Linked DNA regions of Rattus norvegicus: all the other regions are linked to region 3. Evidence: chromatin contacts called from public Hi-C data. All regions are on one chromosome and are shown on one strand. The core of a region is the stretch at or near the end of the contact, and the rest is flanking DNA. Distances in the headings are between cores, read along the strand shown.

The links. A called contact is a pair of places that touch in the nucleus more often than the background predicts.
Region 1: a Hi-C map of Schwann cells shows a contact between it and region 3, with 5 times the contacts expected there. The contact joins two enhancer-like sites. A contact is called at or near these places in 2 of 12 Hi-C or Micro-C datasets (Schwann cells and mammary epithelial cells) and 1 of 1 datasets of contacts at active chromatin or transcription factors (oligodendrocytes).
Region 2: a Hi-C map of psoas muscle shows a contact between it and region 3, with 7 times the contacts expected there. The contact joins two enhancer-like sites. A contact is called at or near these places in 2 of 12 Hi-C or Micro-C datasets (hepatocytes and psoas muscle) and 1 of 1 datasets of contacts at active chromatin or transcription factors (oligodendrocytes).

Annotation. Positions count from the first base shown.
Region 1 is chr3:34,476,092-34,481,148 of GRCr8, forward strand. C3h9orf50 (similar to human chromosome 9 open reading frame 50) reads right to left here. Exons shown (of 6, transcript NM_001100979.1): 3 at 4,721-4,833; 4 at 3,247-3,412; 5 at 2,957-3,131; 6 at 2,434-2,647. The coding sequence ends at 2,540. Among named protein-coding and RNA genes, the nearest start is that of C3h9orf50, 6.1 kb to the right of the region's middle. Within about 2 kb of position 1,505, at least 35 of the 93 cell types and tissues checked have an H3K27ac peak or open chromatin away from gene starts, as enhancers often do. A contact at or near this core is called in Schwann cells, where this site is marked.
Region 2 is chr3:34,110,070-34,114,787 of GRCr8, forward strand. Ptpa (protein phosphatase 2 phosphatase activator) reads left to right here. Exons shown (of 10, transcript NM_001108577.2): 9 at 3,326-3,433. Among named protein-coding and RNA genes, the nearest start is that of Ptpa, 25 kb to the left of the region's middle. Within about 2 kb of position 1,677, at least 83 of the 93 cell types and tissues checked have an H3K27ac peak or open chromatin away from gene starts, as enhancers often do.
Region 3 is chr3:34,331,787-34,336,484 of GRCr8, forward strand. No RefSeq gene overlaps it. Among named protein-coding and RNA genes, the nearest start is that of C3h9orf50, 150 kb to the right of the region's middle. Within about 2 kb of position 1,940, at least 82 of the 93 cell types and tissues checked have an H3K27ac peak or open chromatin away from gene starts, as enhancers often do. A contact at or near this core is called in Schwann cells, where this site is marked.

The DNA of each region.
Region 1 (5,057 bases), core at 255-2,754, 140 kb after region 3:
CCATCTCTCCTGCCCACACTGTGGGGACCAGACCCAGCTCCTCACACATGGCAGTGTAAGCAGCAGCCCTCACTTCTAGGGCTAATGAGTCACCACCAGGGTACAAAGACTCACAAGGCAGAGAACATTCCAGAGAAAGGGGCAGGGCTTCCTGTCAGAGTGGGGACACCCTGCATCTGTCAACGAGCCTAGTTCCCATGCCCTACTTGACTTGGCCCAAGAGATATAGTCTGTGGTGGTGATCAGGGAGATGAGAGAGTTGGGAAGGCCTCACCCGGGAGAGGAACAGACCAGCCCTAAAGCACATGGTACACGGCTACCACACCCACTATGCTACTGGAAAGGGACCCAAAGCTAGGATTTTCCCCCAGCTCCCCTGTGCCTGGGGGCCACCTTTAAAGGCCCCACGAGGCATGGCAGGCATGGTGGCACACACTTTAATCCTAACACTGAGGTGGGCAAAGGCGGGCAGATCTCTGAGTTCCAGGCCAGCCTGGAGTGATCACAGAGTGATCACAGACCAGGTCCACAGTGAGGCCCTGCTCAACCATCCAGACAAAAAGGTTCAGTACAGGCTCTGGGAAGGAGAATGGAATCACTCTGAGGAAAGACCTAGGTTGTTTGAAAGGGGTCTTTTCCCAGTTTCAGCATTCCCAGCCCCTTCTTGGTCACCTAAGTTCAGGCACCACACGAACTGCCATGTTGTGGGTGTAGGCTGATGACACTTCTGAAGTCCTCTAGGACCCTGGTCCTCCAGAGGTCCATGGTACATACTTCAGTGTGCAACACAAGCTCTGAAGTGTGTTACCTCTGTGTGTGGAATGGGCTGTGTGTGCATTCTTTCTGGGGTAAGTATGCCTGGCTTCCCCGTGTGGGAGGACGTCTGTGTGCCATGTGTATGGTCCCATGTATCATGTGCTGTGTGTATCTGTGTTTATGTGGTATGTGTGCGAGTACCTCTTTGTGTCTGTTTTTCCATGTGTATGATGTGTTGTTACATGTGTGCCTGTGTCCATGTGTATCAGTTGTGTGTGTGTGTGTGTGTGTGTGTGTGTGTGTGTGTGTGGTGTGTGCTTCTCCATGTGTGGTATCTGTACATGTTGTATATACAGTGTGTGTTATGTACCTGGACTGTGTCTGCTGTGAACATCTGTGGTATGGTTTTCTACGTGTGTGGGGTCTCTATTGGTGTCGTATGGTGTGCCTGTCTGTGTGTTCTCCCTGTGTGTGGGGTCTCCAGGTGGTGGTGAGTATGTGCTGTCCTCTGTGTGTGGGGTCTCTGTGGTGTGTCCTACTTCGACCTCCAAGATTTTTTCCTTGCATGGGTCTGTTCTGTGCGTTACCAGCCTCTCCGTGAAGGTCAGGTCTCCCGGTTGCAGACTGGAGGCCGAGTTCCCCACAGTGGGGAGCGCAGAACCCAGGATTCAGGGATCACAGCGAGCACTGCCTAAGGGAAAGTTTTCAACACCGGACTAGAGCTGAAGTTTCGCGGCGCAAAGCCAGGCCAACACTGCCCCCGCGCGGTGCGGCGCGGCGCTGCAGGCGGCCGGGGAAACAGAGGCAGAACCCGCACCCGCGGTGCGCAGCACTCCAGAATTCCACGTCCTGGGTCTCAGCCTGAAAGCCCAGAAAGGGACCGAGGCCCGCTCCAGCCCAGCGCAGATGACGTTGACGCATCGCGTCGCATACCGGGTCCGGATCTACCTTTCTTCAGCCCTTCATCATCCCCAGCCCATCTGGTCCCTAAGATGACCGGCCCAGTCCAGCCCAAACCCCCAGCATTCGGTCCTCCCAGTTAGACTCCACTCCGCGCCGAGTCCGAGCCGTTTCTTCAAGGGCCAGCAGGTGGCGATAAAGACCTGGCCAGAGCGCAAGAACAAGGTGAAACTCCAAAGAGGGAGGGCTGGCTCCCAGGCTTCCCCCAGGGGTTGGGACATGGAGTGATGGGGCACTTGGGTGTATGTCAGTGTCTAGGTTAGTGCAGCAGATAAATGCTAGGAGGCGCCTGCCACCTTGACTCAGGCCACTTCCCCATGTGGATCTGAACTGCATCAGGCTAAAAGGACTAAGAATTACCCATACACAGGCCTCTTTTTCCTGGGCTGGGGTCTAGATACCCATACCCTCTACTAAAAGTTGGGCAGAGAAGCCTCTGGCGCTAAAGACAAGTTGTTTATCCACTCTCCTAGGCTGAGGTCATGGCTGGGGGTCTGCTTCAGGTATGGGTTGATTTAGGTTTGAGGTTGTGTAGTGAGTGCCCCCCACCCCTTGGGAAAGCATCCCTTAGGACAAGCTGAGCCCCTCGGGTGCCCTGTCCCCCCCCATATCACCAGCCTCATCCCAGCTGTGAATCCGCCCTAATCTCCCCCACCCAGGAATCCAAGTGGTCCCCAATCAGGCACCCAGAATGGCTCATACTGGAGGACCTAGTGATCCATCCCAGCCACCTGGGAGGTGTGTTTATTTGTGGGGCGAAGAAGCACTCTCCTCATTGCCTGGCATGGGTACACTTCTGAGCAGGGGGGCCTCTGGCAGGCATTCACCTGTGAGCCTGCTGCCGGTTTGTGGTCGGCAGAAGGAGCTGGTAGCCCTTAGGGCGGCCTTGCTTTAGAACGGTCTGCAGCACCAAACTGGGCAGAAAGGATTCCTAGAGGGAGCAAGGCACTGCTGAGGGGAGCCCAGGGAGGAGACGGGGAGCAGACAGGTTCCCTGGGAGCCCAGGTGGGAGGAGACAGGTCCCCGGGGCCCGGGGGTGGGGCGTGGCGGCAGGTGGTCCCTCCCTGCAGTTGGTCTAGACTGAAGCACAGCCCACCCACTCACTAGCCAGGCTCAAGGACTTCCTCCCCCTCCGCTCCACACCGAGGGAGGCCAGGCCACACAAATCCAACAGAGAGGCTCCCCTGCAGAGTCACTGAGGGCTGGTGCTTCTGCTGGCCAGCTGCCCTGGGCTGCTCACCAGCTTCTGGCTCCCGGGACAGGGCGATTTGCCCACCTGCTCCGGATTGTTAGGGGTGTCCAGGAAGGTTCTTAGGCCTCCCCTTGGCCTTGGGGCGGTGGCCCTGGAGATGAAGGGTAGGCGGCTGCTCACGGTGGCATCCTCAGAAAGGTAGAGCTGTGGTTCCTGAGCTGACCTGGTGAGGGGAGAGGAGCCTATAGCTTTTCGACCCTGAGTTCCAGGCCCATCTGCACTTCGTCCCCGGAGGACCTAGACCACAACCCTCCTGCTTTCTCTACCCAGAGCCTCACTCGCGGGGGCAGTTCCAGCATGAGGAGCTAGCCGCGGTGTCTTGGACCCTGGGTTGAAGGGCTCTGGGCAGACTGTCCAACCATCTCCCAACACTCCCAAGCACTCGCTCTGACACAGATACAGCTGGCAAAGCCGTCTGCTCGCTCGGTAAGATATTCTGCCGGACTAGAAGAGAGAGAGCAGAGTGAGTTCCCTGTCCCCTCCCCCAGGGAGGGGCATACTGATATGCCCCCACCCTCTCTCCTTCCTCTGGCTGGCAAGGCTAGACAGAGCCCTGTCTCCATGGCAACCACAGGCTCCCCAGTGCCTGTCGGTTGCCTCCAGAGAAGTCCTGGGTTTTAAAACTACCTCCCTGTGACTGTTTCTGCTATGCCACAAAGCTGATCTCTGCCACAGTCCTACTCCTACCCCACCCCACAATGGGCCCAGGATGCCAAGAATCTGCAAGGCTTAGAGGGAGGGAATCTCTCGGGGCTGGGCGCTTTTCCTGTATCACCAGAGGCTACCTCTGACGGGAGAAACTGAGAAAGCACATGTCCTGATGCTATGGGCTATGGCCACAGTACTCGGCCTGTTCTTGAGTTTCTGGAGCATTCTGACCACTGGCAACCACCCTTTGCCTCAATTTTCTCGGCAATCAAAATAACCAGAAGCCGGGGTGCAGGGCACGCCTGTAGTTCTAGCAGCTGGGAGGTGGAGGCAGGAAGATCAGAATTTCGAGGTTATCCTTGGCTACATAGTGAGTTGTGTAGGTCAGCCTGGGATTCACGAGACTCTGTCTCGATGACAATAAGTCAGCACTGCTAGTCCTAGTAGGTACAAGAGCTCTCAAGTCTATTAGCTGAAATTGTACTCTGAAGCACACACATGTGCAAAATACAACCACAAGTTGGGCTTCCCCGATTTATGTGAGTGCCAAGGGGAGCTGTACCGGGCGGGGCTGCTGAGTCTGCAGGACAGAGCTGGGTACCAGGAAGTCTTGTCTTTCTCATTGTCCTGCCTGCCTCCAGCCGGCCATTCACAAAAGTCAAAGGAAGCCACCCCTAGCGCTGAGAGCTCACTTCTGCCTAGGGCTCTGAGTTTCTCTCTTGGACGCTTTCAACATTTTTCAAGAGAGAAGATATTTCTTCTTCTAAGACTTGCTGGACATCTGGTCTGCCTGACCCCAGAATCTATGAGAAAGATGATTCTGGAAGCTGCCAAGGGACTGGGAAACTGAGTGAGCCGGGCTGGCTCTTTAATAACAAGACCTGGGCAGACATTGTCCCCTTGGCACCATGAGCCCAATGCCACCCACCTCTGCTGCCTCTCAGGGACCCTATGTGGTCTGTGAAGGGCACCTTGACATCTTCTGAAAAGGCCAGTACTTCCGCTGTGGAGTCATCGTCGGCCTGCCCTGCTCTCTAAGTGACCTCCGCACTCCTGGCTAGTTTTCTGGAATCTCAGCAGTTCCAGAAGCAGCAGGGCGCTCACCTGCCCGGTTACGTTCCCAGTACCGGAGTGCTGTATCCTGCAAGGTCTCGTCTGCGAATCGCACCCGGAAAGGACAATACCGTCTGCGGGGTCTTGAGCCTTCTCCAGAGGGGCTGCAAATGATCACAGTCTTCACTTTGGGGACCTGCGTGCTGTGGGAGACTGCTGAGGGGAAATGAGAGGGCGGGGGAGCCCAGGCTCCTAGTAAGATCTTAGCCAGGGCTTGGAGAGATGGCTCAGCCATTAAGAGTGTATTCCTGCCCTCCCAGAGGACCTGGATTTGGTTCTAGCACCCACATCATTGGCTTACAACCACCTGTGACTTCCACTCCTGGGG
Region 2 (4,718 bases), core at 427-2,926, 220 kb before region 3:
CTCACTGAGGCAGGATTCTCCACAGTATGGTCTCAAGGTGGCCCAGGGACTGAAAATCCATGGCTTTGGGCCCACACCAGCTTTCTCTCTCAGAATCTTCTCAAGGGCCCACAGTCTCAGGGCCTTGCTTCTAGGAAGTATTAGAACCTTTGGTTCGCTCTACCTGTACCTCTCAAGTCAGTCTCACCCATCCCAAGTTTACACAGTCCTGTCTTCTCTTTCCACGCCCCTATATGTTTGCCCTGTGGATTACACGTGGTCTCCTGCTCATGAACACCACTCTCTTGGCTCCCTGTTCTGAGCTTCTGAGCAGGGAAAAGCCTGGTTAGCAGCCTTGACTCTAGGTTCCTTCTGGTCAGCATTTGCCTCAGGGTTGTGCCAAGCTCCAGGGGCCAGAGGGGAATGACACATTTTTTCCAAGTCAGCAAATGGAGCCAGGACTGACGGCTGGCCAGCCACTACTTGGTTCTTAGAGATGTGCTGCCTTCAGCAGTGTGGCAGCTCAAGGTCAGAAGGACTGGGGGCAGCCTGGCTCACTGCTGTGAAAGACAGCTCTACAGGACTTCATCGTGCAGTGAGGGGATGGGGAGGCTCTAGGGTGAGAGGGCAGGACTGGGTGGGAAGGAGCTGCAGATTGTGCAGCGCTTGCTGCTTGAGGCAGAAGCCTAAGCTGTTACTGCTTCCTCTGGCGGCTGGCCAAGCCCCTGCGCCCCTGTCAGTGATTCCAACAAGGAGGCTAGCGCGGCTGGGCCTCAGAGACTAGTGATCGATCCTGTGCTCAGATTTAGTGTGCATGTGTCTGTTTCCTGCTGGTATAAAACCCCAAAAGCTTTCCCCAAAGTTTGGGCTGGAGGACCCCAAGGAAGGTAGCCCAAATAACCACAAGGAGGCGCTAAAGTGCGCTGAGCTCAGGTGGCTTTCAGTGACGGAGGTAGGAAGAGGGAGAGGCAGCTTTCTGGCTGTTGTGCACCTTCTCTGCAAGGCTTGCTTTTCTCTTGGTTCCAGGCTCTGGGGTCAGTCAAGCTCTGGGTGGTTGCTAGGCACTGTGGGAGCAAGGGCGGTCTGCCTGCTTGGGTTGGGCAGTTGTAGCAGCTCTGCCGCTGCTGTTCACAGATAGATAGCTAGACAGACAGAGATATGGATACAGATATATAGATATTTCCCCCCACCCCTGCACGTCATGAAGTTGGCAGTTTTTATTTATAACCCCCATCAGTTAAGTGAGTGGCTTTACCCAGACCCCAGGTCTCAAGCCTACAGTATGCTCGGACTTTTGGTCAGGGAGACCTGCAGTCTTTACTGGTCACACAAAACCCAAGGAAGTTGGGAAGGAAACCACTTCTCTTTGCTGGGTCTTGTGTCAGGACTGCTTTGATAGCCCTGGGCATGACAAGGGAGGAAACCCACCATACAGGGCTACTGCTGCTTTCAGAAATGTAGCCCTGGCGCCTTTAAGAGCCCAGGGCAGGCAGGAAAAGAATTTCAGTTTCAATCTGGCTTCTAAATTTGGAGTTTTGGGAAGGGAGGGATCAGATTTCAGCTGGAAGGGAAGGAGCTGACAGGAAGGCGCTGTGCTGAGCCTCCCCCACCCCGCCCATCCCCCTCAGTTACTGACAGAGGAACCATTTACAAAAGGCCGATTCTCTGGGGAGTGGAGAGGCAGGAACGCAGCGTCTGTGAGTAATTTCCTGCTCAATATGGCTGCTCTGACTCACACGATTCCCCTGGGGTCACTGCGGGACTGCAGTTGCTTGCTTGTTCTCGCTCTTTCTCTTCTCCCTTTGTGGCTAGAATGAACTGATTTTTTTTTTTTTTTTTGTCTTCTCACCCCCAATTTCTTTTTCTCCCTCATTTTTTTTTTCTTTCTCTGAGTTGCAGAACCTCCTTCTGAAGGACTTAGGAGTCCTGAGGCCCTGAAGGCCTTGAGGGTGCGGTGGCCTCTCAGGGGACATACTGGGCCTGCCTCTAGCTCTGCTGTCTGCCAGACAGCCCTTTCTGAGTATCCCTTGCTAGTGAGTGAGGCTGGTCCCCAGGCAGGCTGGTCCCCAGGCAGGCTGGCCCCCCAGGCAGGCTGGTCCCCAGGCAGGATCTTAGCATCCTTTATCTGTTCCAGGGCCCTTGCAGAGCCAGCCCTGGAGCACCTGCTGTGCGACAGAGCCCCTGGTAATTGGCTCAGGGGTCCAGCCTGCAGTGTGCAGACTCAGGGTTGGAAGTAGAGAGACAGAGGGCGGAGTCTTTGGGAGGGTTGTGATAGATCTGGGGAAGCCGAGGGCACTGTAAGTTTTGGTGCCTGTGGTCAAGGAAAGACTCCACAGGTGCCTGGGAGGGAGCAGGGCAGGCTTTGGAAACCTGCCCTCAGCACTGGGGCGGGGCCTCTGAGACAGGCTCTCATTGGTGATTTTTGCTAGGGAAGGGAGGTGCTATGGAAAGATGGCAGCATTTCTAATTTAAATCTAGAAACTGCCCTTCCCAGAACTGGAGGCCTGTGGGAGTGGGACCACCAAGTAAGGCTACAGCAGTAGAGTGGCCTGTGATGTCCTCCTGTGAGGAGAGTCTGGCTTATCCTGTCTCCTCCCGGAGCCTGCCCCACCTCACCCACCCACCTTCTCAGTCGCCAAGGTCCAAGGCTCTGCTTCCTTGGCAGACTCCCTGGGCTTGTCGGTCTTTCTCTGTAGTGCGGGGCTGCCTGGGACCTGGGCAGGGAGTGAGGAGGACGCACTGAGCTAATAAACACCAGTGCACTGGCCCTGAGCTCTCAGTGGCAGGCAGAATGTACTCAGGACAAAGGCTTCCTTCCCTGTCCCCGGGCTGTGCCTCTGATGCCCTAGGAACAGCATTGGACTGTGACAGTGCTTCTCTGCCTTCCTGCAGTCAGGGTTTGAGGAAGAACTGCACTGGTGGACTGTCCATGTGCCTGCTCCTCTTGTTGCTGTGGCCCTTCTGCCCTACTCTTGACCTTGCTAAACAAACACTCCTCCTGTACTGATGTGGAGTCTCCCACAGCCCCTTCCTGTCCTCTTGACAGGTACAGAGGGGGAAGGGAGCCTGCCTGCTGTCTGGATAGGAACACATTCTACCCTCTCAGGGTGGACATATTGTTTTCCTAGGTTGCTAAATTTGATAGGAACAAAGCCTCTGTTTTGTCTGTGTGAAAGAGAGGAGTGGGTGACAGAGGTTATATTTTTTCAGCAAGCCTTGGGGGCCAAGCCCGTGTGTGTGTGTGTGTGTGTGTGTGTGTGTGTGTGTGTGTATCTCCATAGTGCAAGAGAGCAGAGGTAGAACCTAGGTGGCCTCTGCCTCTCTAGTTCCTGGACTTCTTTTCCAGATGAAGACCGGCCCCTTTGCAGAGCACTCCAACCAGCTGTGGAACATCAGTGCTGTCCCGTCCTGGTCTAAAGTGAACCAGGGCCTCATTCGCATGTATAAGGCGGAGGTGAGTGGGGTCTGCCCTGCCTGCCCCTGATGCCCCCGACGCCCCTGATGCCCCTTGGTCCTGGGGGTGAGCTCAGGACCTCCAATTCTTCATCACATTGTTTTGCTCTGGCTCTTGGGCCAGCTGTCTGAAACTTGGGAACCTCAACCTGATGGATGGGCAGTTACAAGGCACTGGGCAGAGGCCCAGCTCATTTCTTCATAGCTTAGGGATTGAAACAACCTGTGCTGCTGGAGAAGTTAGGGGCTCTCTTTGTACCTGTCAAGTGGCCAGAGGCCTCTCAAGGCTCTGATGACTTCAGTGTCTCCCAAAGTGACTAGGACATCAATCCCTTGGGTGGGTTTGATCCTAGTGAGCTACCCTATTGTAGAGGGTGCCTGGGAAGGGTGGGACAGGAGAACTTGCTGGTACTCTTTAATGAGCACTTCAGGAATGTGGGAGGGTGGGTCTTCTCTGTGTCTAGGTCCAGCGTACAACCCTGCTTCTGGGAAGGACCTTGGGCTGGGGAGCTCCCCTGCTGAAAGGCACCTGCCTCCTATATCTTCCACGAGAGGGAGAGAGCATCCTTCCACCTGTCTGCCTGGCCCCTCCACTATCTGGAGCTCCTTGACTTTGACTCTCTTGTGCACTGCCTCTTGGGCCTTGAGGTCCAACTGTGTCTCCCACCTCATCCCCACCCCAGTACTCGTGCTGACAACCTCACTGGAGCAGCCCATCTCTGATTCTTGACCGTGATCCCATCTCTCATGAGAGGACTCTCCTTCACAGAGCTCAGAGCTTATCCCATCCATTACCAGAGGCAGGACAATGAGGAAAGGCAAGCTGGATTTGGTAGTAAAATGTTTCCCACCGGCTTGGCACCCTTGGATTTGGTTTTGAAGGAGTTAATGATCTGCCAGGTTTGGGCCTGGCCAGCATTTTCTGTTCTCTCCTGGATCCTCTTCCTCTAGACTTCACATCCTGTGTTTAGGCTTCAGCCCACATACCTCTCTCATCTCGGAGGTCACTCCTAGAGCTGCCCAGACCTCTTCCTGCCCTCCGGGCCAGCTCCAGCACCCCAGCTGGCTGGCTGGCACTATCCAGGTCCTGTCTCCACAGCCTTACTGCTACTGCTGGAAGTGTCCTCATGGAGGGTACACAGCACCCCCACCCCCATATCAAAGGCAGCTGCCTTCTCGCTCTTAGAATCCTAGCCTGGTGTGTCTCCAAACCTGTATTGATTCAGCCTCCTAAGAGGAAGGCCAGCACCTGTCTCCCTTTCAGAGGAGGAGTTCTGCAGGCCGAG
Region 3 (4,698 bases), core at 690-3,189:
GACACATGGCGCTAGCTCAGAAACTTTTCCTGTGCCCTGTTCCTCAGACCACCTTCCCTCCACACACGGCGTTCTTGACAGGGAAAGGTGTTCAGTGGAGAGTCCATTTAGAAGCCTCTGTGCTACCTGTTCCTCAGCTCACCCTGCCTCAGCCTCTAGAACTTCCCCTGTGAAAGAACACATCACAGAAGAAACAATTGTCATGAGGACAGTCAAGCTCTGGGGTCTCTCTTGAGGTGTCCCTCTGAGTAAACCAGTCTGTCTCTTGGGGGGTCTTTGCTTGCGCATGTGTCAAGAAAGCAGCCCGGCAGTCACAGTCCTAGACTGCCGGGAGGTATAGATGGCATCCTCACTGCCTGCTGCTCCCGGCAGCTTGTTCCGAGGGTATGAGTTTATGGGGTGCACATTGGTGATTTGCAATAGTGAAGAAGTCCACACACGCCCTTCCCCCCGCCTGCCCTATTCTGGACCGTCAACAAGGACACTTTCTAAGTATTTCTGGGAACCTTTTCTTCACCCAGCAGAGCTAAAGACCACCTTCTGTGATGACCCAGGCAACTTAGGAACCAGCCATACGTACTGGACTCCAGAGTGTCTGAGAAGGTGTCGGTGGGGCTGAAGGGACCCTTGCTAATTACCAAGAAGTGACCAGGAGGCCCAGGGCCCAAAGCTCTGGCCTTGTAAGGGCAATGAAATCAAACTAAAACCCTGTGGCCAACCTAGGAGGACCCTGACTTCTGTTTCTGAGCCAAAGCAAGGGCTGGATGTGGTCTGGAGGTAACTGGGCTTTCTTTGCTGGAGGCCTTAGGCTCCTCCCCGCACACAAGAAAAAACAACCTGGGTCATTCATTCGAGCGGTTTGTATGTGCAAATATTTTTTTTATTAAAAGTCCACTTCCTGTGCCCGAGGCCCATCCCCTCCATCCACTCTTTCTGGCCTCTCTGTCTAGGACCGGAGTCATAACTGTTTGCATTTGGGCTAATAACGACCTGGGAGTTTGGGGGTGGATATGGGCAGGACTGTAAACTTTAATTAGCCTGGTGAGATTAACATCCTAGCATGGGGCCTGGGGTGGGGGCCTCCTTCAGAGCTATCTGATCCCAGTAGACACCCCCCTCCCGTGAAGAGCACCCTATACAGGATGTGCAGGAGACCGCACAGCAAGGCTTACACGTGCTGAGTTAATCTTTATTCGCCTCGAAGCTGAGCCAGGCTTCAAAGAACCCTGGGTCGAACTTGCTGTCTCTCTGGCTCAACAGTACTCACTGGTTTCCTCCTTACAGAAGCCTCAAGCAGAAAAATCAGGGACTGGGCTGTGTGACCTTGAGTCGGTTGCTCACCCTCTCCAGGAGGGGAGGCTAAGTGGGGAGGTTCAGGACAAACGCTATGGGATCTGGGATGCTAGACCCTACTGGGTGGCCGAATTGTTACTGCCTGGCTGCCTAGCCTGGGGTCACACGTTCAGGAAGGGCCGAGGATTTTCTGGTTTCCATCTGGCTTAGTATTGAGAGCATTCAGCGGCTCGGGGGCTGTTTCCACCAGCGTCCCCAGGAAATTGGCCTTCCCGAGAATGAAGTCATCTGCTTTCCTTTTATTTATTTATTTTTGTTGCCTTTTTCTCCTTCAAGCTTGAGCCTCCGGGCCTGTGCGGCCCCTCTCCACGGCTGTCGCGGGGAGAAGGGGTTCTGAGAATAGGGGAACCCCGGGGCGCCACGCGCCGTCCCGGGACTGGCTGTAGGTGAGCTCCCGGGCGGCCAGGGCGAACAATAACAGTAAATAACGCTGCCTCGTCAGCGTCATAAAAACGGAAACGCTTCCACTGTGTTTTAATAAGCGTCGCCCATCAATCTGCCTCCCTGCCGGCCGCGGGCACCGGGGAGGGAGCGGGAGGGGGACGAGGGGGCGCGAGCGGCCGGGGTCACGCGCGCCAGCCGAGCCGAGAGGCGGCCGAGCTGAGTAACTCCGTTGCCATGGCGACGTGGCCGCAAGGAACAGGAAGCGGCAGAAATAGCAGCCGCCGCGGTGCGGCCCCTCCCCCCGTGAGCCCGTTGCCACGGCGACCGGGCGGGAGCGAGGCTGCGCGGGCGGCCTCCTGCTCAGCCGACTGGCGCATGCGCAGTACGACATGCGGGTGGGCCTCGCCCCACAGCTCCCAGGGTGGCCCGTGGAGACCAGAGCTACTCGAGGGTCCGGTGTCTGCTCTGGGAGCCGTCTCGCTTCGGCTTCTGGCAGAGGCAATGCTTTCCAAGCATGCAGAAGGACGTGGGTACCGGAGTCCCCGACGTGTTCTGAATGACTACAGAGCCAGGACCTGGCTTCCCTCACCATGGATGGGGCACTTGAGTGACGTTTGGGATGCCTGTTCCTGGTCCCTTTCTCCACGTGTCCCTTTGCCAGATACAACCTGCATAGAACACAGAAGCCCCGGCACCCTCTATGTCCCCTTGTGTGCTAGAAAACAACGTTCTCCCCCCTTAAAGTTAAGGGAAACCTAGATGTTTCATAACAAAAGCCCTCCCCCACATCCCGTAATAGCTTGTTTATGTGGAAGCGGCTGCAGCCTTGGGGGTCTGAAGCTGGTGTGTGTGTGTGTTTGTTAAGGGGACACACGTGATTAGATCTGAGGCCGTTTGTGGAGAATTTTCTTCTCTGTAGATTCTGTTTGGTTTGTTTTTAATAAGGGTCAGAGGTCTGTGCTTCTGTGGGGAAGGGGGAAGGGTCACCTCGGATGGCCAGGCCAAAGTGTCCCAGGGGGGCAGGTCATGGGGCCTGCAATGCTAGCTAAGGCCAGCCGCTAAAGCTGCTCCATCTGGCTCTGCTCCCGGCAGGCAAGCACAGGCAGCCAGGATCTGGGATGCTCCCTAGAGTGGAGCCCCAGAGGGGGGACACCCTGGAACGGCAACTGGTCTCCCTGGGCAGGACAGCTGTCATTTCTCAACTCTGTCCAAGAGAGAGAGAGAGAAGGGAGCTGCTGCTGTCTGGCTCTTTCTACAGCACTATTCAGGGTGGGCTTATGTATGTAGTTTTCAGGTTGGCTGTGTGAAGTGAAGGGAGCCCCCAGCTACTTCAGATTCCTGGCCAGCCAGCCCAGCGTCAGGACCAAGGGCTACAGGCTATAGAAGAGCATCTCCACCCAGGAGAGCCTAGCTGTGTGTCTTTCCCTCCTTCCTCACCCTGTACAGATGGGGGTAGGGGGTGTGCTTGCCCTGAAGATGGGGTGTCCAAAGACACTGCATCTGCCATAGAGATTTGGGGATCGCAGTTAACTTTTTTTAGGGGAAGCCAAGGAGATGTGGGAGAAAAGGAGCAGAGAGACTGGGCTGTAATCCAGAGAAAGCCCCTGTCCCCGAGGCCAAAGTAGACGGAGAACTGCAGGTCCTCGTGGCTTGTGACTGTCCATTGAGGGAGGTAGGTGCCCAGAATCCGATGGGTATTTACTGCAGCGGGAAGGGGCTCCCTCGCTGTCCTCTGGGCCCTGAGACCTAGGCCGACTGTGTCCAGAGGCAAATGACTCCTGAGTTAAGGGGTTAAGAAGCATCATGAGCCCTGGCTCTGCCACCAAAGCCCTGTGGAATCTGAGGCAGGGCCACTTATCTTCCCTGGGCCTCAGTTTCCCATCTGGCAAACAGGTAGAGTGTCAAGGCAGTCACCCACTGTCTCATAGCTACCCAGTCAGTATTTCTGAGGTCTGTATGTCCTGTCTAATTTGACATTCAAACCAGCCCACCGAGGCAGATACAGCCATGGTCCCCAAGTCAGGCTCAGGGAGAGAGGCCCAGAGGAGTGAAGTCACTTGCCAGGATAAGCTAGAAGGTAGCATAGGCGTCTGTCACACCCGCAGGAGAGCAGGAACCACGCTGTGAGTGCTACAGTCACATGTCAGCACTCCCCCCCCTCCCTTGCTCAGCCCTTCCCGTTTTGACGGCTCCACCCAGAGCCTTCCCTTTGTATGGAGTTGGGACGCCCAGCCTTCCTTTCTGAGGTTAGCAAAGGGACCAGATCTCTGTGGTGGCCGCTAACTGTCAAGAGTGAGGGGTGACTGGGAGGGTAGGTCTCCAAGGATAAGTGCACCGTGCACAGCTTTGCAGTTTGCCCCAGAGCTTGAGATCTGCCTACCATCTCCCCTGTCCCTTTCCTGCCGTTGATGTGGCAGGGCTGGGGGCCCTCACTCTCTAGGCAGGCGTGTGGCATCCAGATGGTGTGGTTAATCGCGCTGGAACCGTAAATCAGCGGTATTGTCCCAGCCTCCCTCCTCTTGGCAGTGCCGTCACCTGGAGGAGGAGCTGGTGTGAGAAGCCCCTCCAGCCCCGCCCCTCAAGCCCCGCCCACCAGCCCCGGGCTTTGTTCCCAGTCAGTGGCCAGTGTCTGTGTTTGAATACTGGCCCTGTCACTGCCTGACTGTATGGCTTTGCTGAAGCCCTGGTCTCCCTGTTAGCCTCAGTTTCTACATCCATGAAATCCGGGGGGTCACAGCACATGCTGTCCCCAGAACAAGATGAAGTCTCACATGTGGACCATTCTGCCAGGGCTGCTTCCTGGCTTCTAGCTCAGTAGATCCTCCCACAAGCTGCCTCTCACCTCCTTGACCTGTACAGGAACCTGAGAGCCAGAGTAGGAAAGCAAGCTGCCCAAGGCCACACAGCCAATTAGCGAGGAGCAGGGCTTCAGCCTGGCAGGCCAGAGTGACACTAAAGACC